Regions from separate parts of the Mus musculus genome. Here regions 1, 2, 3, 4 and 5 are each linked to region 6. Evidence: chromatin contacts called from public Hi-C, HiChIP or PLAC-seq and promoter capture Hi-C data. All regions are on one chromosome and are shown on one strand. Each heading gives the region's core, a stretch centred on a gene start, on an enhancer-like site or on the middle of the called end of the contact. The rest is flanking DNA. Distances are from core to core; before and after follow the strand shown. Region 1 holds the start of D930007P13Rik (Riken cDNA D930007P13 gene). Region 2 holds the start of Atp5g2 (ATP synthase, H+ transporting, mitochondrial F0 complex, subunit C2 (subunit 9)). Region 3 overlaps Gm36560 (a long non-coding RNA gene). Region 4 has its middle 21 kb from the start of Mir688. Region 5 has its middle 8.9 kb from the start of Gm30528. Region 6 holds the start of Hoxc13 (homeobox C13).

Region 1 (3,178 bases), core at 659-3,158, 230 kb after region 6:
GCCTCTGTCTCATGGGTGTAGCCTTGTGCTCAGTAGCCCTCTGCTGCCTGTGACAGTGCAGGTACACAAGGAACATTCAGTTCTGCTCTAGGGGCCTTGGTCGCTTGCTGGCAGGAGTCCCCAAGCAAACTGTTTCTCAAGGCCTCAGTTTCCCTATTGGCAAAGCTTTAAAGAGGAGGCAGGATTTCAGACCCTATTGATCTGTTTTTCCTGGTCTAGAAGGCTGAGCATCTGGAATCTTGCAGGCCCTGGTCAACAGTGAGTGGCACAAAGTGCCCAGAGTGGCTGTTGTGCAGAGTTCCCAGGGGAATGAAGCCAGGACCATATAGAAAACGACCAATGAGGGCTGCTCAGAATGAGGAATGGCCAAGTCAAGAGTCCTCATCCCACATCTCTCCCCCAAATCCTCCTCAGCAGTTTTTTTTTTTTTTCCATTCTGTTGCAATATTGAAGTATCTGTGCTCTTGTCTTTGGACCCCTGAAGGATCACACCCAGTATCACTGAGGACTCCTAAATCTCTATCGCCAGCCTAGTCTTCACAGGAAACTAAGACCCATGAGCCTCCTCTACTTGGATCTTTAGCAGGCATCTCACACTAAATGTGTCCAAAGCATGTCTCCTGATGCCAGCTCCTTGGTATTCCATGATACCAGGTAATGACAAGTTCCATGTTCTGGTCACTGGTAGGAAACAAAACAACACAAAAACCTCTTAGTTTTTCCTTGATGATGCTGCTTCCACGGTTCCCATCTGACTCACCGCAACCACCCCCCACCCCCACCCCGAGCTGACTCTGCAACATTCATCCAGGCCCCACTCTCTCCTTGCTGCTACAGTGCACTCTTGGACGTCCTTGTTTCCCACTGCATTCTCAACATGACAGCATTGAGTAGTCAAGGGGAGTATGCATATCACTCTCAGGCCCTGACTCTCCAATGGCTCCCTGTCCATTCAGAGTGGAAGTGCAAGTTTAGCTGTGACTCATTAGTCCCCACATGATCGTGATTAGCTTTCTGTGACCTCTTAGAAGCCACAGCTCATTCCCTTCCTTATTTTCCCTGCTCCAGCCATACCGGCCTCAATGCCATTCCTCCAGCATGCCAGACTGCTCGCAGGAGGGTTTCCCCTTGCTGTTTGTCTGCCAGGAAAGATCTTCCCTAAATCTGCCTGGGTCGTCAGCATATGGTAAATGCCAGGTTCCATATGTTGGGGGGCAGAACACAGATATGCAAGGGAGGGAACGGGAAGATGAAACAGGGGAGTCGGGTACCACACAAGACATGAAATGGCTTGTCTTGCTTTCTGTCTTCCTGGGATTCTGTCTTCAGAAGATCAGGGATCTCGGGGTGGGGCTGCTCTTGGTTCTTCAGCAAGTGGCCCCTTTCATACTAACCTCAGGGCTGATGGACCCACATCTATCAATCTCAGGACTTCTGGACAGGAGCCGTCTGATGGTCCTGAATGAACAGGCCGGTCCTTTCTATGCTGAAAGGATACAGAGAAGAAGCCACCTCTTCCAACCATGCACTTGTTACCACCACCTTCTGCCTCTCCTTCAAGCCTCTTACTCTGGTGCTAGGATGTAGGCTTGAAGAGGAAAGGGAAGGGCTCAAGGTAAAGGGCACAGGAGGCCTAAGAGAGTAAACTGAGGCAGAGAGAAACACAAGCTGTGCAGAGCCAGTGACCCAGAGATAGAGCGGAATTGCACAGGCCAAAAGGGGTCCAGGTCAGAGGTGGATGCAGCCAGCAGGTGAAAAGCAGCAATGCACTGAGGGCTGGGCGCTCTGTCCAAAGGATTAAGGTAGGTAGGCTTTGGAAGTAAGGAGCCCAGGACAGCTCCGAAGAGGAACAGGCGGGGCGGCGCGGGCAGCAGGACCACACGCTGCCGGGCTGCGCGGGCGGAGGCAGACTGAGGCGGGCGGAGGCGGCGGGCTCAGCGGAGCGGGCGGGCGCCGGGAGCGGGCTCGTAAAAGCCGCGCGGCGCGGGGAAATTGCCGCCAGAATCGCTGAGCTCCACAAAACGCCGCCCGCGCAGCCCGCCGCCGCGCCCGCTCCAATCTCCAGCCTCATCGGCGCGCGGGCTGGTTATGCATTTAAATGTTATTTAATTGGATTGCGGAGGAGCTGGGGGCCAGAGTGCCCCCGCCTCCGCCCCGCACGCGCTGCACGTCTGTTTTCCGAGTCACAGATTGCCACGCACCCCCTCCTGCCCAATCCTTTGCCTCCGACGCTTCTCTCCCTCCCTTCTGAACCCGGCCAGAGGACACTCAGAAAGACATCAGCCTATGAAGACTGAAAACTAAGAGGCTACGCACGAACACACACACACACATCCTGAAGACGCACAAAGACATAGCAGCAGCAAAAATTGGCTACACTCACTTATACCAGTGTCCATCTGGAAGATTAAGAATGGCAAACAAATATGGTCCCTAGAACCACAGAAGTACACAAATGTGTATTAACACACTCATGCTGCAAGACAAAACATCACCTGACCTCTCCCGGGGTAATGACACTCACAAAGCGACACTGCCAAGCATGGGCAGAAAGGATGCCAAAGCATGACCCTCATAGGGTAAGGCAGAGACCCTCCCCAAAGCTGAGTAAGAAGGGAAGCCTGTGTTCACTCTTACACTCAGCCAGACCACCACCTATTTGCTTTGCCTATTCAGGGTTGGAAAACAAAACCTTTTGTTCAGCGACATACTGTCCTCCCAAACCACAGCACAGGAAGCTTCAAGAGGCAACTGCATTTGTAAGGATGTTTTTTAAACCGAACAAAGAAAGAAAATTGAGTCCCAATTACAACAAGCGGGATAGCAGATAGACACCAGGAGGGCCTTCCTGAGAGGATAGAAACTGGAATCCCAAGAGGTGAGGTTGGCCATGTGTGTGAGGTGGGGAGCTAGCTAAGAAGTCAGCACCGTGGAGGTTAGGGTCAAGGGTTAAGGTTAGGGAGGAGAGCACGTCCTGCATAGGCAGTTCTCCACAGGCTCCCAGCCAGCAACAGTTAACTGTTGACCTGAGATGATCAGGATTACGCCACTTCAATTAATGAAAATGGAAATGGCAACCTGGCTTGGCACAGGTCCCCGCAGAGGACCATTCTGGGCTCTCCGCCATCCCTTCTGCGAGCAGGGCCCGGAGACTTGAGGATCTGAGCGGGGCTGTGGG
Region 2 (3,179 bases), core at 641-3,140, 250 kb before region 6:
TAGAACCTAGGACCTTAGTGCAATCTAGGTAACGTGTCCTACCACCAAGCTACGTCCCCTGCTTTTTCTCTCTGAAGTTTGAATAGCCCATAAACTAAGATGCTCAAAGTATAGGCCTGTTAAACACTACTCCCTTAAGTACACTGGACGCAACCTGTCCAAGGCAGATATGCTACTTGTAAATCCTGAATTTTACTTTTAGACCAATGTTTGTCTTCAGGCTGGCTCTATCTAAAACTTTACTTTTTGCTGGATTCGGTGGAACACATCTATCATCCCAGCACTCAGAAGGCAGAGAGGCAGACAGAGCTCTGTGAATTCTTGGCTACACAGTGCGACCCTGTAACAAACTCCTCCCTTTTGTCTTTATGCAACCTAAACCCAGATTTGATGCCCACCTACTCAGGTTTAATTGAGTCGAAACCCAGTACTTCTTTAAAACTTTTGCAATAGAGGCTTAAGCTGGGTTGATGGCTTAGATGATGGTGCCTGCCACACCCCGTGCGCTGGGTACCTATGGAAGCAGGTGGCCTGAAGCTGACTGGCTTGCAATCAGAGTCGATGAGCTTCAGGTCAGTAAGACATCCTGTCTCGAAAGGTGAGGGTGGAGTGGAAATGCCCCCCACATTAACCTCTCAGCATGCATGCATACATGTCACCATACACGTGAATAAAGGGAGGTCTGAAGTTAGGCATGGTGGTATGTGCAAGTGATCCTAGCACTGGGGAGGCTGATGCAGAAGGATCATAAATTTGAGGTAAACGTGGGTTAGAGTCAAGAAGCCAAAATAAAATGGAAGACGTTTTTCCAAAAACAAGTTTTAACATGGTAACTTATAAAATGTAGTTCTGGCAATACTCTAATTACTGCCCAACCCACTGCTTGCTTGCAGAGAACTCAGTAAACAATTCTTAAAAAAAAAAAAAAGTAGGGGAATTAAATTTAATAGTTTACAAACATATGGAATAGTATAATCTGTTGCTGGTGTGTAATAAACCCAAGCGTATCATTCGGCGAGCCCTTCCAGTGGTCACTTAATATGGGCAAGCCCACACCAGAGCAATGAAACCCTCCACAATGAGAATTCCCCACTTAACCATTCCGTTCCTTAAACCTTCCCACTAGCTGGCAGGTATAAATTCTAAAGCTCGTATTGCTCCCATCTTCTGGGCTTGCTGCCTAACAGAAACCTCCATTTCCACCATTTAAGATTTTATTTCTAACTTCATTAGTATGTCAGGGCCTTCATTAGAGGCAACCAGTTTCTAAGGGAACAGGCCTCGCTCAGGCCTCACTCCTGCCACCTGTGCACAGGCCGGTTAGCCTGTTCTGTTACTCTCTACCACGTTCAGTTTATTTCAAACTGAAGGATGCTGACTAGGGAGATGATGGCTTTGGACGGTGAACTAGCTTGACTGCGCCAGAGGTCCTGAGGTTCAAAGTCTGCAAGCTTCAAAAAAATAAAAAATAAAGGCTATTTTGATTCAGGATGACAAGGGGAGGCAAAGGTAGGAGGGGAGAGTCTGGGGTCATGACAATGGTGAAAGGCGTGTGGGTGAGCGAAGAGCACCCATAAAAGCCTTGGTTCGCGCCCGGAGAGAACACGCTCGCCAGCATCTGCCTTTCGCCGGCCGCAGAGCCCCCAACCCCCGTGAGACACCCAAGATGGCGCCAGGCCCGCGCGGTTAGAGGTCATCGGCACGAGGAAGGGGTAGCCCTCCGCGTGGGGATGCCGGGACCGCGAGGGCTCAGGGACCCGCGTGGGAGCTAGCAAGGTCAGGGCGGCCACGCGTCCTCGCAAGGGGTACTGCTGCGCGCGCCTGCGCGGCACGAAGAGGACGCGAGGCCTCAAGGCCTTACCTGCTCCCAGGGCAGAGAAGACAGAGAGGGGCGGGGGCGCGGGAAGCGCGAGGGAAGGCTCTGCGCATGCGCGGCCGGAGCCAACGAGTCGCTTTTCTCCATGGATAGAGTGGACACAAGCTAGAGGATCGGCCGGGACGCCACAGCTCCCTCTGCCAGGTTGGTGGTGTCTTGGGGGACAAGCACTCCACCTGGCGTCCAACAGGAGAAACTGCAAAAGGAGCCCACCGTGCACGGAAGAGCCGCCAACTCTTGCTGATCTGCAACGTGGTGGAACTGTGGACTGCACAGCATTTTTGGAGTCTTGGACTCGAGTCCCCTTTCCGAGCATGCGCAAAGTTAAGGAAAAAAAAAAAAACCAAAAAACACCCTACCCAGTCTACTCGGAAATTGTTTATAGCATACAGTAGGGATTGGGGTTCAGTGCCTAAAATGTAGCAGGGGAAAATAAAATCACAGAACTCTTGGCTTCTTGTCACCCTCAGGACACTGGCAACGTTGGGTGGGAGATGGGAACTGGCCCAATGCTATTAGCAAAATGCCATGGCAGTTTCTGCTTTAACTTATTTTTATTTTTGTTTTCCCTATCTCGTTGATGAGCAAAGCATGAAAAAAACCCAGCATCTTCGAGTCATAAGACTGGGGGGGTAAACAAGGCCTGATTCTCCCTTTTGTGAGTCCTGGGATCAATTAGGGATAACCGCACCTGTGGCCTGCAGTAGGGGTGCGAAGTCACCCCAGGCGACCAGTTTACCTCCTGTCGGACTTGCTGGGGGGCGAGCTGGAATAAGTAGTCGCCTGCGAGGTGCTCTCCCCAAGCAAGCCCCTACTTTTCTTCACTGCCCTTTCGCCCGTCCCTCCCCCAGTGGCGGTGGGCGGGGGCTTTCCTGCGCTAGTCCTGGAGCAGGCCTTTGTGTACACGCAGGAACGCACGAGCCTAGCAGACGGCTGCAAGGCTGACCCAGCCCCTTAGCCCGGCTGTCCGGTTAGGGTGCTTGGACGCAGCGCGAGAAAGACGGGAAGAGCTCACCAAACCCCCATAAAAAAATAAAAAGAAAGCCGCGGCTGTAAATAAAGGCAAATCCGCCACCCTCTGAGGGGCCGTTTGTCCTCCCCTCCTTGGCCCCGTCCTTCCCGCCACCCCCTCCCGGCCCCCGGCCCCGCGGCGCCCCGGCCCCAAGCTCCTCCATTTAATCGGATTTGGGAGAAGGGGAGGATAAATCACGGCAGCAGCTTTACGGTCCCGGAGGAGAGGCGAGCCGCAGCCAGGCACACCCCGGCCGGCGATAAAAACCGCCGCTGAAAGCCCACGGAGCAA
Region 3 (3,091 bases), core at 56-2,555, 130 kb before region 6:
AACTTGTTATATGGACCAGGATAGCCTTAAACTCAGAGTGTTCCACCTGCCTCTGCCTCCTGAGTGCTAGGATTACAGGCTTGTGCCAACACACTCTGCATCTATCTATCCTATCTATCTATCTATCTATCTATCTATCTATCTATCTATCTATCGTATTATAAACACACACACAATACACACACACACACACACACACACACACACACACACACATATATACACACACACATATATATATCACAACACTGAAAGGCAAACTAGGGCAGAGAGCACATTTGTTTTTCTCAGCAGTGGTAGGGGAATGGCTAGAACCTTTCAAACAAAGCAAAGGCTCTTTTTCTAGGCTGAGAGCAATATGTGGCTTATTGTGGGAGCCATGAGTTTATTGAAGTAGATATCCTTGGTCATTTAGGATCTGGTGTCTGTGAGATCCCAGGGTAGCCCACCATCACTACCTGACCCCCCTTAATCCAGCCCCACAGAGGTGATGACTGGGCAGAGTTGACAGAAGACTTATAATATGCTTTCTGGATTATTTGTGGCAGAATTTGGATTTTAGATTGGCTTAGCTCAGCGACTTCCTACCCAGACTGATTTTTTTTTTCTGGCTTGATCCTTGCTCTACCACCCTGAAGGGATGGAATCTTCTAAAAGTTATTTGAACTAAACAGAAAGGATAAGTTAAATTTGTTATGACATGTCATGTGTTACTTTCTGGAGTCTGCAGTAATTGAGAAGGCAGTCTTGTGTGATCACAATTAATTACCCAAATTTTAGAGAGCCCAAGTGTCATTTCATCTTGCAGCAGATCTCGGAGAGATCTAGGAGATAACTTGTGTTCTTGGACTTCACCACCTTTCAGACCAAATAGTGAAGTTTTTTTGAAGGAGGTTTGAATTGTCTCAAGGTAATGAGAAAAGATTCTGTCTGGTCTCCCTGGACCCTCTTCTGAGCATATTATTACCAACCAACCAAATAAACCTGCAAAATGCAGGTGGGGTATTTTTTATTGCTAATTAAATTAATTTGGGGCATTCTTTTTAACTGATACATTGTGCTCACAGCTACCTATGGCAGCTAGCCTGGGTCTAGGAATCTGAGACCCGCAAGCTCTAGGATTTTCGGCCCTCCACCTGAAGAGCTGTGGAAGAAGAAGGTTTGCAGCTGGTGAAGGTGACAGAATCAAGCTGCTTTATAGACCTGAGAGAACTTAAGTGAGGGGAGGGTGTGGAAGGGGGGAGGTTGGAATAAGCAGGCAGCTTGGGATGCTTCTTGGTATGGGCTCCTTGGCAACGGTTACTTAGCAACCTGCATTCACCTCTCTTGACTGCCTTCTCCCTCTCTTTTTCCTCCCACCCCTAGTCTCCCTCCCTTAGCTGCTGCAAGAAGCTAGAGAGCTTGAAGTGAATGACAATTTGGAGAAACAGCCGCAGCCTGAAGATCTAAGAGGCTCTAAAGAAGATGGATAAGAAAATCGATGCATAATAAAAGCTGCAGGCAAAGCCACCTTGACACAGGGCCGGTAGCTCTCTCTTTCTGCCCTCCTTAAGTCTCCCCAGGTTCAGGCTTCTGCCTTAACCACCATCCTCTTTTTTTCCCTCCACCTGCTTTTTATAGTGTGTGTGTGTGTGTGTGTATAATGGTATTTGCCTTTGGAATGGAAAAGGAAGGAACGTCTGGACAGGAAAACATATGAGATGCTTGCAGGGGTACTAGCATGAAGGAGGGGAGCGTGGGTAAGGTAGGGATTATTAAAGGCACTTTGAACAGGGGGTTAAATTGCATCACAAAGTAGTATCTTTAATAAAAACAAACAAAAGCCTAACAATGGCTATAGGAAGGCATGATATAAAATGTGTGAGTTATCTTCTCTGCAGCGTTAAAAAAAATAAAAGCATACATAAGCAACCCTCCTGAAAGCAGGGGTTGTGGGGATGGGAGTCTGGAGTATAGCTTGATAAATAAGACACTATGCGTGCAATTACCTTCTACTGACACATAGTAGGGATAGAGTAAATAGTACTTCTCTTGCTCTCTTAGAAGCAATGGTGCAAAGGATATTTTGGAGGTCTTTGCTGGCCTGAGAATCCGTGGACCAATTCTATGACTGTTCATGTTTTTGATATTTGGTGTCTTCCCCATTCACACAGGCAGGAAGGCATTTCTGCTCTCAAACTTAACCCCATTTTGCTGAAATTAAGACACGTAAGCAACTGACCAACCATCATTCCTTGGTGTTCTGGAGTGCCAGTTAGCCAGGCACCCTGCCTATCTGTGATGCAGGATTTAGCTTTTATACACAGTCAGTGAAATAGACACCCCAGAGAGGTCAGACACATAAGTTACACCATTATGCTGTGTAACCTTTCACAGTTTCACTGGTGCAGATGTAAAGGGTTTTCATAAGTGGGTGGTTGCTTTAGGGTTTGAAGTTCTGCCCTCTAGTAGGGAGAGGAAGGACCTTGAGGTATGATGTGGTGTTGAACTCATGACAGTCCCAGCCTGTTGGGAACAATGCTATTCCGGAGAACTGGGTGAGCCTAGGATTACAGAGCCGAGTGATGAGGGTTTGAGGGGTGAGCTTTTCTGTCATTGGCTCTGGCTCATGTGCTCAAGGCCCATCTACCTTTTACCTGATATCTTTTCTCAAGCAGAGCACATGCTGTTTGGCAAGGCATCTCTTTCCTGTCATCTACAGCATACCAGAAGTCCCTTTGTTTAAAGCATGCATTCCTGAAGTATAGAGAACCAGTGTCTTCCCAGGTCTCATCCTGACGGGGCTTCAATCAACCCCACCCCCTTCATTGCCATCCCTTCCCTACTCTCTTACGTTAGGTCCCAGCTTTCCTTTCGTTTTGAACTTATCTTGGTCTCCATTCTTAATAATACTGATTTCTGTGGGATGTTATTATTTAATATCTCAACCCATAATTTGATTTCCCCTGCATGTTCCTTTGTCTCTATTTATTATATCATTGTGATGACATTATGAGACTTTAAAGTATAGGAAGACTGTCTGTGTAATTTCTCTGTATGACACCCAGACAGACAAGGGAAGAAAAGCTTATGGTTGCGCCCTTACAACCAG
Region 4 (3,285 bases), core at 382-2,881, 230 kb before region 6:
GTACTACAGACAGCCTAGCCAGGCAGCCGTTGTGAGCTTTGCCTTCACCACCTTCTTGAGCTCCAAATTCATCTTCTCTCTATCTCTCTCTCTCTCCCTCTCTCTCTCTTTTCAGAAACATTTTCTGTATTCCTTTGTAAGCTTCTATCCTCGCCTTACCCTGTCCCTGAATAGAATTCTACAGACACCAGAGGAGAAAGAATAATTAAAATCAACCTCTCTGTCCCTCTGTCTCAGTAGTTGTGGCCCTCTCCCCCCTCCTCCCCTCTGCCCCTCCTCCCCCTCCCCTTCCTCTCCCCTCCCCCCTCCTCTCCCCTCCCCTTTATCCCTCTTCCCCTTATCTTCCCCTCACCTCCCACCCCCACTCCCACCTCTAACCTCTGCCAGTGGTAGGCTGATTTCATCTCAGGCCTCCCTGCAGTGCTCCTTCCCAGTAATGAAACAAGTTTAATTCCTCATAGGAGACAGGTATAGCCTTTTCAGGAGTCACCTGAAGTTGCCGATTTCTGTGGCTTGTCAGTCTCCCGCTAGGGGCCTGGTGACTAGTGCTCTGGGTCGGTGTGCATGTGTCTATAGACATTTTCTTTAAGCAGGACACTTTGGTTATAAGTTAGATTCTAAGTGTATGGGAGGGGAGCTTTTGGGATAAGGGGAAGAATAATTTCCACCAGTGGGAGTGGGGATTCAAAGAGAAGTCTTGATCCCTGTCTTCTTGGCAACTCCCAGTATGTGGAGAAAAACATCAGCGATCAGATAGGGTGAACCAGGGCTTCAAAGGAGCTTGGGGGAACAGAGACACTTCGTATACAAATCTAATACAAATGGACTGGCAGATGCTTTAACGCTGGGACATCTAGGACACAGGACAGGAGGCATGTGGTACATGGCTCTGGTGGCACAGGTCAGGCCTTCCAGAGAGCTTTGGGGACTGCGCTAGGGGACAGTGTCCGCAGAGGTGAGCTGCGAGCCGCAGCTGGGCACTGACATCAGGCAGCCGCCTTTCAGGGTCTGCCGCAGAGCTAAGCACAGGCGAGCTGGGTGAAGGATCCGGACAGACCTGCCTGGCTCTCCGGTCCCTCTACAGTCTGACCCCGTGGGCCTCGGCTCTCGTCTCTGTTCTCCCATTGGTAACCGCTCCTCCCACTTCCCCTGGATAATCTTCTGACATCTCTTCAAATCCAATTATCGAATTAATTGACGTGCGACGCGAGAGGCAAACAGAGAGGGGTGGCAAACTCCACGGGGCTCAGATTTATCCTCCGGCCTCTACACGCCCCGGCCGGCGAGATTTACTGGGTCTCCAGCACCGCGACAGTTCAAACCTTTGATTAATCATGTTTTTCTCCCAGCCCTATAATTTAGTTGCTCTTTTTCCCTCCCTGCCTTTTTTTTTTTTTTTTTTTATCAGTAGAAACAGAAACGAAGTCCTCATCAGCTTCAATTACAAATATTAAGGCTCCGGACAGCATTTTGACAGAGAGGCGGCCGGCCCCGCTCCGTCCCGCCCCCCTAAATCATCGCCGAATTAACATCACAATCGGCGGCTGGCGCGCGTTCAGACTTAAATGGTGGCATATTGTTCGCGCACGGTCTCGGCCAGACCCGCGGGATCGCTGCACCGGGCGGTCGCCTCCGCCCCTCCGCCACAGTCCCCCTCGGCCTCCTTGGAGGCTGCCGCTCGCCATCACCGCAGCGCGCCAGGCCCTGTAGCCGGCAGGGGGCGCTGCAGGCGGGGCGGGGGTGCGCCAGGGTGGGCGTGGAGGCGTTTGTAGCAGGGTGAAAGCCCCAGCGCTTCGTCCGGAGTGGGAGGGGAGGACGGTTTATTTATGCAAACCAGATGCAAATGAAGGCTCAGAAGCTGCTGATGTGGGAATACCACTTTCCAGACCTTTGGATGAGATTCTGACCCCTCACAGGTTTTGGCCGAGTGACAAGGAGGTAGGAGCAGCAGAGGATCCCGTGAGGCACGATTTCTTCAATTCCTGGCACATTAGAGAAAGTCGGACCTAAATTACAATTCAAAGGCTCAAAGATAAGCTTAAGGCAGGAAAAGGTGAGGTTCCCTGCCGGGTCTGTAGAATTTAGAAGGCCCTCCAAAGTAGCCAGTTTTTAATGATGAATTTTTTGGGGGGGGTGGTGCGGAGTGGGAGTGAGGTATACTTCGCTCTCCCACTCCAGAGATGAAAAGGGACAGTTATTATTCTGACCCTATCAAGCCTTTGCGATTGAAAGAACTCAGGAAGAAAAAAATGTCAATCCAGGTTTCTAGATATTTTCGTAGTCACCTGCCTCTCCAGTTCGGGCCGCATCAATCGCCAGGACCCAAATTTTGCCTAGCAACATCTCAACCAATCAAGATGCAATTAAACCTGCCAAGTCAGCTCATCCTTAACTGGGATTGGCTGTGCGCGGTATGCGTATCCCAAGTTTTCATTGGCTGGCTGCCACCTGTATGGAAATGAGAATTACCCCGGACTCTGAGGCAGTTTTCAGAGGTGCAGACCTGTGGCTTACTGCGCTGAAAATACCCCCGCAAGCTCAGAGCCCAACCTATTCTTGCTCTATGATATTCTACCCTACAAAAGAGATCTCTCAAACTTCCCCCCTTCTTTTTCTACTGCGCCCCAGCTTGGGCCCAATCTGAGAGGAATTCGACCCAATAACGCAGAAGTAGTGCAGATGTACAGATTTTTGGCAGTTTCCGCATCTCCTTGAACTGTCAGGAGTTTGCCCTTTGCTTTAATGCTGTCACTATTCCTACCCCTGATCATTCTTCCTCGTCCACCCCAGGGGTGGCTTCTCGCCATGTGAAATCCCTCACTCACTTAGCCACTGTTCTTAAAACCCCCTCTATGGCTTCAGCTCTCCCAACTTCCAACAGTCCCCTGCTTGCTACTCAAAATCCAGGCAGTTCTCACAACAATCCAGTTTAGGAGGGAGTTAGAGGGGGAGACGACACCCTCCCCTAAAAAAAAAAAAAAAAAAAAAAAAGCCTCCATCCTCTTTCCTCATCCATTTTCTCCGAGGGAGCCGAGTTTGACAGCGAATTCATTCCGAGCGGGGAGGGTGATTTATTCTTCAAATATACCGACAAGTGCGGGCATGATGGAGCCCATTAAAATGTTGGGAGATTGTTTTTATGATTGAAGTCTGTATTACTCCAACCATAAAGAAAGAGAGCAAGGAGTCATTAGCATTTTCATGATGGTGTATTTCTGCTTGTCTCCGCGCCATCACTCATCTTTACTGCCCGTCCCTTTGCTCTCGCTCTGCTACAACGAGGAG
Region 5 (3,456 bases), core at 374-2,873, 150 kb after region 6:
GCATAGCAGTTTTTTAGTTTGTAGGGCTCTCATTATCAATGATAACAGTTCATCGTTAGTTGCATTGCATCCTTCCTTCGACACCCATCCCCCAACCTATGCTTATGTAACAGTCTATCGAATGCTGCCAGGTTGGTAAATGTCTTATCTCACCTTATCAACAGCACTATTCAGGGAGTGTCTTCTTCTTCTTTCTGGTTATTATCAGTGTTTGGAAAGCGAAGGAACTGAGCACCTTGAAGCTATATGTCTTGCCCAGGGTCACAGGATGAAGTAGTTAAGAACACAGATCTGCTATCTAACTGTAGTTTCAAACATAGGTTCTGTCAGTTACTAAACAGCTCTGGGATACAGTGTAACAACTAAGAAGCCTCAGGCTCAAGGCTCAGTCTGAGCCTCAGTTTTTTTCATCTCTAAATTGGGGATGTGAGGGACACTGACTTGGAAGGCACTCGTGAGAATTCAATGAGCAGAGTGCATATAGAGTGTTCAGCTCAGTCCTGCCCAATAAATATTTGCTGAGGTTATTATTACCAGCACCACCTCAGGGCCATGCTGAGGTCACCGTCACCCCTCCCCCCAGGGCCACGGTGTCTCTTGTTCTTTGGCATTTGGGACATGAGTGTGTGAATTTTGCAGAAGCCACAGAGCTGCTCTTTCATTACCTCACCACACACACTTCAAACCCATGACTTGGAAAAAGGACACTAAGCAGATTAGGACTCCATTTGGGGAATTAAATCAAAACTCAAGACTAACTCAATTTGGTTCTGAGGAGAGGGAAAGGTTAAAAGAGAATGAGCAGGCGTCTGGTGTGCTCTCCAAAGTGTAATTGGTCTGGATCTCCCAGTCTCTCCACTCCCCAAGGGTGGTGCCCAAGGGGGGCTCCCCTGGGGTGGAGGAATGGGAGAACTTCAAACCTAAGCAATTTGACAGTTGCTGGGGAATGATCCCAGAATACCTCCCCAAAGTGGATCCTCCTTTTTAGCTCCTCCTTGCCTTATGGATGCTGAGGGTCTCAACACTGAGTTCAGACTGAGAGTCTAGTAGGTGGGCCTCAATAAAATAAGGAGTCCTACTGAGGAAAACCTGTACCCAGTGTTGCTCTGAGGTGTCGAAGCACTACCGATATTGCTCTCTTGTTTTCTAGTGTATCTGTTTAGTCTAAAAGTATGATGAGCATGTATGCATAGAAGCAACTACTGTGTAAATACCCACTCGTCCTCATATATTTAGCTCAGATTATTCTGAGCACTGTAAACTACAAATAAAAGTCAATTCTTCAGGGAGAGTGACGATTTTTCTCAGCATTTTCTCCTGTGTTCTCAATATTCTCCACTCAAGCTATAAATAACCACTATTTCTCATTGCGCAAAAGGGGAAACTGAGGTTGGGGAAGATTAAGTAGTTCGTTCAGAATTACAGATTATGAGTGGATCCAAGGAAGATTACAAAACAGAGGTCAGAATCTTGAGCGAGAGGGCAAGGAGGGGCTAGATTGACCTAGCCTGGAAGCAGGAGGCACTCCTAAACCCAGAGATCTGAGAACGCCTGGGAGTTAGGAGGAGGGGCAAGGGAGGGACTCCTGGGCTGGCCAAACAGCGGGGCCTCGGGCGAGAGCGTCGCCAGCAAGTCCTCATTCTGCGATTACTGTCAGGGGACCATCCATCAGCACGGCCCAGGACGCTCAGGCCAGACTGCCCGCCGCCCGCCAGGGTCTTTCCAGATCGCATTAGCCCTGCCCAGGGCACAGTGCCGCAACGGTTATGAGCCGGTTGCACTGGGCAGGGGCGGGCACTGCAAGCTGCAGGAACATAGAAAGAAGTCCTCAAGAGCTCCCAGTTCCCAGCCTCCACATCCTCGGTGCTGGAGAGGCTCAGGAGAGAAAGGAAAATGCTCAGAAAACAGGGAGCTCTGGGAAGAAAACCAACTGGAGCAGAGGGGAAGAAACAGCCCCAAAGCCTCTTGGGGCAGAGAGGCTGAGAGGCAGAGAGGCAGAGGAGAGGCTGAAAGCAATAGCAGTGGGGGGTTGGGGGGGGAAGAAGGTAGAGAGACTCTCAAGAGCTGGAAAATAGTCTCCCCAGCATGGATAAGTACTCAAGTAACCCTGGCACTCAGGAGGCTGAGGCAGGAAAATAAGGAGTTGAAAGTCAGCCTGAGCCAGATTGTCATAGGCAGCAAACACCTTACAGATAATTCTTCTCCATTCACTGGCACCCCTAGTTTTAGAGATGAAGAATCAGACCCAGGGAAGTGCATTCCACACCTACAGACCCACTCCAGCTGATGGCTGGGTTAGCATTTGACCCTGACTCATAAGTTTCTTCAAACCACTATGTTTTACGTATCTGCTTTGGGCTGGGTCCAGGGGCTGACTGATCAGTTCCCCCTTCCCCAGAAGCTGCTGGTTCTGAGAGTTGAAATACAGCTGGAGGTTGAAGAAGAGCATCCAAGTCCCACAGTGTGGAGCCACTTTCTGTGTAGCTTTGAAGCAGCTCCTATAACTACATGCTCCCAAGCCACCACATGATCTATTCCATTGCTCAGAATCGTAGCTTATTTCCAGGATCGCTTCCATCTAACCTGCTAACTGGGGTTTGTTCAGCCATATACCTGGCATGCTGCTATATTTTACCCCTCAGATGAATAAGTATAACACCTGCTTGTAAATATTTGTCCACATCCATCCACTCACCAAAATATTTGGTTGGTTCCTGATGAGTAGCAGGCACCAAAGCTTAGAGCTTTCACCATGGCTCAAGGGAAGGCTTTAGTGAGACTCTCCACACAGCTCCGTGTGAGACATTATGCCAGCCAGGGGGCTCCAGATACTTGGTCCCTGTCCATGTAGATGATTGGCTTCTCTCTGGCTTCCTCCTCAGTCATCACTGGCTTTACAATATGATGGAGTCCCCAAATCCTTTTCAATTCATAGATAATCTTATCACTACTCCTTCCTCCTGGAACACAGTGCCTGAGCAGCTCCCGATGGCCTCCACAACCACTCGCTGACAGTCAGAAGTGCTTGCTTCTGTCTAAACCCAATCCTTCCTCCGCCATAGCCCAACATTACCACCTTAATGTAGGGTCTTGCCATGAAACACAGCCACTTTCTCTACAGTGCCTGTTCACCCAGGTGGCTAACTTTGTCTTAGGTAGTCAGGCAGGTAGGGATTCCTGTCACCAGGAAATCTGAAGTTCTATCTTCTCTGAAACAAGTGTTTGCTACTCAAGTCAGGATGGTTGTCCTATAGGAGGTTCTTTTCTTCTGGGGTACAATGTGAGTTTCTAACTCCAGCATCTTAGTTTCTGTATCAGTTCCAGGGAGATCTGGGGTGGAGGCTTAGGCCATGAGCAACTTTGTTTCCTATGGCCTGTTCAAGCCCAGCTCCCAGAAAGAGGTACAGAGAGAGGGTTTGGCATGTGGATACATCCACAGCCCCAGACTGAAGATTC
Region 6 (3,382 bases), core at 294-2,793:
TCTTGATGGGTGTTCACAGTTGAGAGTCTGTGTGAACATCAGCACCCAGCATTTAAAACGTGTGGCAGAGGCAAGAAGGAGAGAGACACCGCAGCCCCCCTCTCTCCCTCTTTATTATTTTTTTCCTGCTCTCTCGCTCGCTCTTTATTACTTCTTCTCCTCAGGGAGGGGTATGTGTGAAAGGGAGCTTGGCACAATTCCATGGAGATGCCCCTCTGCAAAGGGGTGACTCTACTGAGGCCCTAACCAGTGGGGGGGGGGGCGCAGAAAAAAGTGAGTGTTATAAAAATCAGTAACTTGGTGCTAATTTGTTCTTGACATAGAAGACAGTTCGGGATCTAAGTACTCTGCCTGAACAAGAGTGATCCTGAAAGGAAACTGGGAATAAGGCAGCTTAAACTTAAGCTGCCTGGCTCCTTAGCGCTTATCACCCCATCAGCCCAAGCCATTGAGGAGGGGGGGTGGTCTTGTACTTGTATGTTTGGAGTTGCACCTGTCAGAAGTCCCTTTAAAGAGCGGCAGGTTTTCTCTGCTTTCTACAGTTCCTTGTGTGAACCCAAAGAGACTCTTGCAAGCATCCCGGCCTTTCCTTTTGCTCAGTCAGAATCTGCTTCTGTTTCTTTGAGAGTGGGGGCGGGGGGAGTCTCCGGTATCCCTTTTGTATGCTGAAATGGCAATCTGTCCTTCTGCCCCTCTCCGTTAGCCTCTGCTTCTCGCTGAGTGTATTTCATCATTTCTCTCCCCACATCGGGACGAAGTCTGCATTTGGGAAATCCAATCGCCCAATCATGTCTGATACAGGAGAGAGCCCTTTTCCAGACAAACTGGGGCTTTGGGGAAAGCCTCTGAGGTCGGAGTTTGAGACTCTGGTTTCGGCACCAAAGGCTCGGTGAGGTCCTTGTCCGCCGTGAGCTGACTGCCACAGCTGGAGCCTTCCTAGCTAGATTTATTATTATTATTATTACTATTACTATTATTACTAAAATTCCAGGTTTGCCTCCATTCTCAGCTCCAAGCCCCAATTTAGAGACTTCGGTAGTCAAAGCCATCTGTTTGAGAACCGGAGCCTCTCAGCGTCTCTCAGTCCAGAGCCTAGGAGGAGGAGCCATCCTCTTCTCCCTAGGTCCCTTTGCGTCGGCCAAATTAAGCCTCTCTGCCCCCCTCCCCTAACAAGGCTTGCCTAGGGGGCGTTGCCCGTCCCTTTAAATCTCCCAGCTCTCTCCTCCTTTTCCTTTCCAGTGAGCCAATCAACAAAGTTCTCATTTCTTTCCGCCCCGCCCCATCTCCCGGGGAGGGAACCCCAGGAGACCCAGGCTTAGCATCACGTGCAGCGGCTGTGGTCACGTGGGAACCAGGGGCGTGCTATGGTGAGGAGGGCGGGAGTCGCCGGATTTCTTAATGAAGTGTGTCCGCATGCGTAGTGGGAATGCGGCTAGGGAGGGGGAAGCACCGGGGGGGGGGGTGGCGGGGGGAGGAGGGGAGGGGTGGAGAGAGAGAGAGAAGGGAGGAGGGATGGGGGAGGGAAAAAGAGAGCGAGGTGTCTCCCTAGCTCGCTGCCTCTGGCAAGTGGAGTTTTTAAAAAGCTGGAGCAGATCATGTCATGACGACTTCGCTGCTCCTGCACCCGCGCTGGCCGGAGAGCCTTATGTACGTCTATGAGGACAGCGCGGCGGAGAGCGGCAGCGGCGGCGGCGGGGGAGGCGGCGGCGCGGGCGGCGCGGGGGGTGGCTGCAGCGGAGCGAGCCCCGGCAAAGCCCCGAGCATGGACGGGCTGGGCGGTAGCTGCCCGGCCAGCCACTGCCGCGACCTGCTCCCGCACCCTGTATTGGCCCGCCCGCCGGCTCCTCTGGGTGCCCCTCAGGGCGCCGTCTACACGGACATCCCAGCCCCGGAGGCGGCGCGCCAATGCGCCCCACCGCCGGCGCCCCCCACCTCGTCCAGCGCCACCCTGGGCTATGGTTACCCATTTGGGGGCAGCTACTACGGCTGCCGCCTGTCGCACAACGTGAACCTGCAGCAGAAGCCTTGCGCCTACCATCCGGGGGACAAGTACCCAGAGCCGTCGGGCGCGCTGCCTGGTGACGACCTGTCCTCCAGGGCTAAGGAGTTCGCCTTCTACCCCAGCTTCGCCAGCTCCTACCAGGCAATGCCCGGCTACCTGGACGTGTCGGTGGTGCCTGGGATCAGCGGGCACCCGGAGCCGCGTCACGACGCGCTCATCCCTGTTGAAGGCTACCAGCACTGGGCTCTTTCCAATGGCTGGGACAGTCAGGTGTACTGCTCCAAGGAGCAGTCGCAGTCCGCCCACCTCTGGAAGTCTCCCTTCCCAGGTAAGGAAGGGGCTTGAGCGGCGGCGCCGCCGCCGCCGCCAGGGACCCCTCCCCGCCCTGCCTGCCCCGCGGCTCCGCGCCTCAGCCACCCCCGCCGTCTGGCCCCGGCGCGCCGGCTCGGCTAGGCTGTCGATGGAGCCGGCCGGGCGAGCTATGCTGAGGAATGCGCTGGGGAAGAAATCTGCTCCGACACGTTCCCCGGAGCTGCCGGGTCCAGAGTGAAGCAATCAGAGGCGCCCGAGCGCCGGCTCGGCTCGGCTCTGGTCGGGAGCTCGCCTCCTCCTCCCCCAGCCTGCTCCAGCCTCATTCAGGGATCCTGGCCCCTAAATCCGCTTCCAGCCAGGAATGGGTTGGGGTTGGGCCTCTGGTGTCTTGGAACTTAGTCCAAAACCCTCAACCCAGTGGATAGTTGGGATTTGGGGAGAGTATAAGAACCTTTACCTTGCCCGAGTTTTCAGGAGCTGTCAACCACCAGATACTATAGCATTAAAATGGGGATCTAATTCTCCAGAGCCTATAGAAATGTACAATTTTTTTTCTTTTTAAATTTAACCATGAATGTTTTATAAGAGCACAGAAGAGATTTTTAAAAATCTCTGTAGAGGGAATGTGTAAGATTTGAATCCTCTCCTGGAATGCAATTTTTTTCTTTGCCGCTCTGGTACACAGTTTTAATCCTGTGAATCCACTGCCAGATCCTCCAAGTGAGATTTACTGGCATTCCAGACAGAGAAAGGGGTTCTAAAATGGGAGGTGGGAGAGGCAGACCTGTGCTGTGGTCCGGGGTCCAGACCACTCTTGTCTGGCTGTGTATGCAAGAAGAGAGCACTCTTGTGTTGTTCCTCTGTGGCTGTCTCTGAATAGGAAAGGATTCCATACCGCCCCCATCACTCCCCAGAGGAGAAAGACCGGCCCAGATTTCCCAAAACTGCATCAGAAGCTTTGGGTTCCACTCTGATCTGAGAGATAAGGATTTGAGGGTCTAGAGAAGCCAGCATTTGGGTCTACTCTTCCTGTACAGAGCTCAGTGGGAGACAGACAGTCCTCTTTTC

What was found. Promoter capture Hi-C pulls out the DNA fragments that hold promoters and counts their contacts. Hi-C and Micro-C count contacts between places; a contact is called where the count stands out from the background. HiChIP or PLAC-seq counts read pairs in DNA pulled down with a chosen protein or histone mark.
Region 1: a promoter capture Hi-C map of embryonic stem cells shows a contact between it and region 6. The contact joins the promoter of D930007P13Rik here to the promoter of Hoxc13 in region 6. A contact is called at or near these places in 14 of 39 promoter capture datasets (the 3T3-L1 cell line, the C10 cell line, HPC-7-derived erythroid cells and 10 more), 7 of 115 datasets of contacts at active chromatin or transcription factors (craniofacial prominence, embryonic basal ganglia, embryonic forebrain and 3 more) and 2 of 9 other capture datasets (adipose tissue and pancreatic islet).
Region 2: a promoter capture Hi-C map of embryonic stem cells shows a contact between it and region 6. The contact joins the promoter of Atp5g2 here to the promoter of Hoxc13 in region 6. A contact is called at or near these places in 6 of 39 promoter capture datasets (the 3T3-L1 cell line, cranial neural crest, embryonic stem cells and 3 more), 1 of 15 datasets of contacts at CTCF or cohesin (the NIH/3T3 cell line), 3 of 484 Hi-C or Micro-C datasets (embryonic stem cells, muscle stem cells and nephron progenitors), 9 of 115 datasets of contacts at active chromatin or transcription factors (differentiating embryonic stem cells, embryonic stem cells, epiblast stem cells and 3 more) and 1 of 9 other capture datasets (adipose tissue).
Region 3: a contact with region 6 is called in an H3K4me3 HiChIP or PLAC-seq map of forebrain, with 2.6 times the contacts expected there. The contact joins the enhancer-like site here to the promoter of Hoxc13 in region 6. A contact is called at or near these places in 12 of 39 promoter capture datasets (3T3-L1-derived adipocytes, the C10 cell line, the HPC-7 cell line and 7 more), 1 of 15 datasets of contacts at CTCF or cohesin (the NIH/3T3 cell line), 13 of 484 Hi-C or Micro-C datasets (brown adipocytes, embryonic fibroblasts, embryonic stem cells and 6 more), 20 of 115 datasets of contacts at active chromatin or transcription factors (embryonic basal ganglia, embryonic forebrain, embryonic hindbrain and 7 more) and 3 of 9 other capture datasets (adipose tissue, embryonic stem cells and pancreatic islet).
Region 4: a Hi-C map of nephron progenitors shows a contact between it and region 6, with 4 times the contacts expected there. The contact joins the enhancer-like site here to the promoter of Hoxc13 in region 6. A contact is called at or near these places in 9 of 39 promoter capture datasets (the 3T3-L1 cell line, the HPC-7 cell line, cranial neural crest and 5 more), 14 of 484 Hi-C or Micro-C datasets (B cells, the G1E-ER4 cell line, cranial neural crest and 6 more), 13 of 115 datasets of contacts at active chromatin or transcription factors (bone marrow-derived dendritic cells, embryonic hindbrain, embryonic stem cells and 3 more) and 3 of 9 other capture datasets (embryonic stem cells, embryonic tail and embryonic trunk).
Region 5: a promoter capture Hi-C map of cranial neural crest shows a contact between it and region 6. The contact joins the enhancer-like site here to the promoter of Hoxc13 in region 6. A contact is called at or near these places in 8 of 39 promoter capture datasets (the HPC-7 cell line, cranial neural crest, embryonic stem cells and 4 more), 1 of 15 datasets of contacts at CTCF or cohesin (the NIH/3T3 cell line), 2 of 484 Hi-C or Micro-C datasets (B cells and cranial neural crest), 5 of 115 datasets of contacts at active chromatin or transcription factors (embryonic basal ganglia, embryonic forebrain, embryonic limb bud and 2 more) and 2 of 9 other capture datasets (adipose tissue and liver).

What each region holds. Positions count from the first base shown.
Region 1 is chr15:103,144,920-103,148,097 of GRCm38.p6, forward strand. It overlaps D930007P13Rik (Riken cDNA D930007P13 gene), which reads right to left and starts at 1,909. Exons shown (of 7, transcript NR_045743.1): 1 at 1,395-1,909; 2 at 596-681.
Region 2 is chr15:102,669,157-102,672,335 of GRCm38.p6, forward strand. It overlaps Atp5g2 (ATP synthase, H+ transporting, mitochondrial F0 complex, subunit C2 (subunit 9)), which reads right to left and starts at 1,891. Exons shown (of 5, transcript NM_026468.2): 1 at 1,862-1,891. Mir688 (microRNA 688) reads right to left here and starts at 2,710; the gene lies at 2,636-2,710.
Region 3 is chr15:102,787,731-102,790,821 of GRCm38.p6, forward strand. It overlaps Gm36560 (a long non-coding RNA gene), which reads left to right. Exons shown (of 7, transcript XR_001781775.2): 5 at 1,068-1,176; 6 at 1,366-1,525. Among named protein-coding and RNA genes, the nearest start is that of Gm36560, 35 kb to the left of the region's middle. Within about 2 kb of position 1,306, at least 48 of the 459 cell types and tissues checked have an H3K27ac peak or open chromatin away from gene starts, as enhancers often do. A contact at or near this core is called in embryonic basal ganglia, embryonic forebrain and forebrain, where this site is marked.
Region 4 is chr15:102,691,425-102,694,709 of GRCm38.p6, forward strand. No RefSeq gene overlaps it. Among named protein-coding and RNA genes, the nearest start is that of Mir688, 21 kb to the left of the region's middle. Within about 2 kb of position 1,632, at least 128 of the 459 cell types and tissues checked have an H3K27ac peak or open chromatin away from gene starts, as enhancers often do. A contact at or near this core is called in embryonic tail, hippocampal neurons and nephron progenitors, where this site is marked.
Region 5 is chr15:103,067,713-103,071,168 of GRCm38.p6, forward strand. No RefSeq gene overlaps it. Among named protein-coding and RNA genes, the nearest start is that of Gm30528, 8.9 kb to the left of the region's middle. Within about 2 kb of position 1,624, at least 47 of the 459 cell types and tissues checked have an H3K27ac peak or open chromatin away from gene starts, as enhancers often do. A contact at or near this core is called in adipose tissue, where this site is marked.
Region 6 is chr15:102,919,588-102,922,969 of GRCm38.p6, forward strand. Hoxc13 (homeobox C13) reads left to right here and starts at 1,544. Exons shown (of 2, transcript NM_010464.2): 1 at 1,544-2,330. The coding sequence starts at 1,601.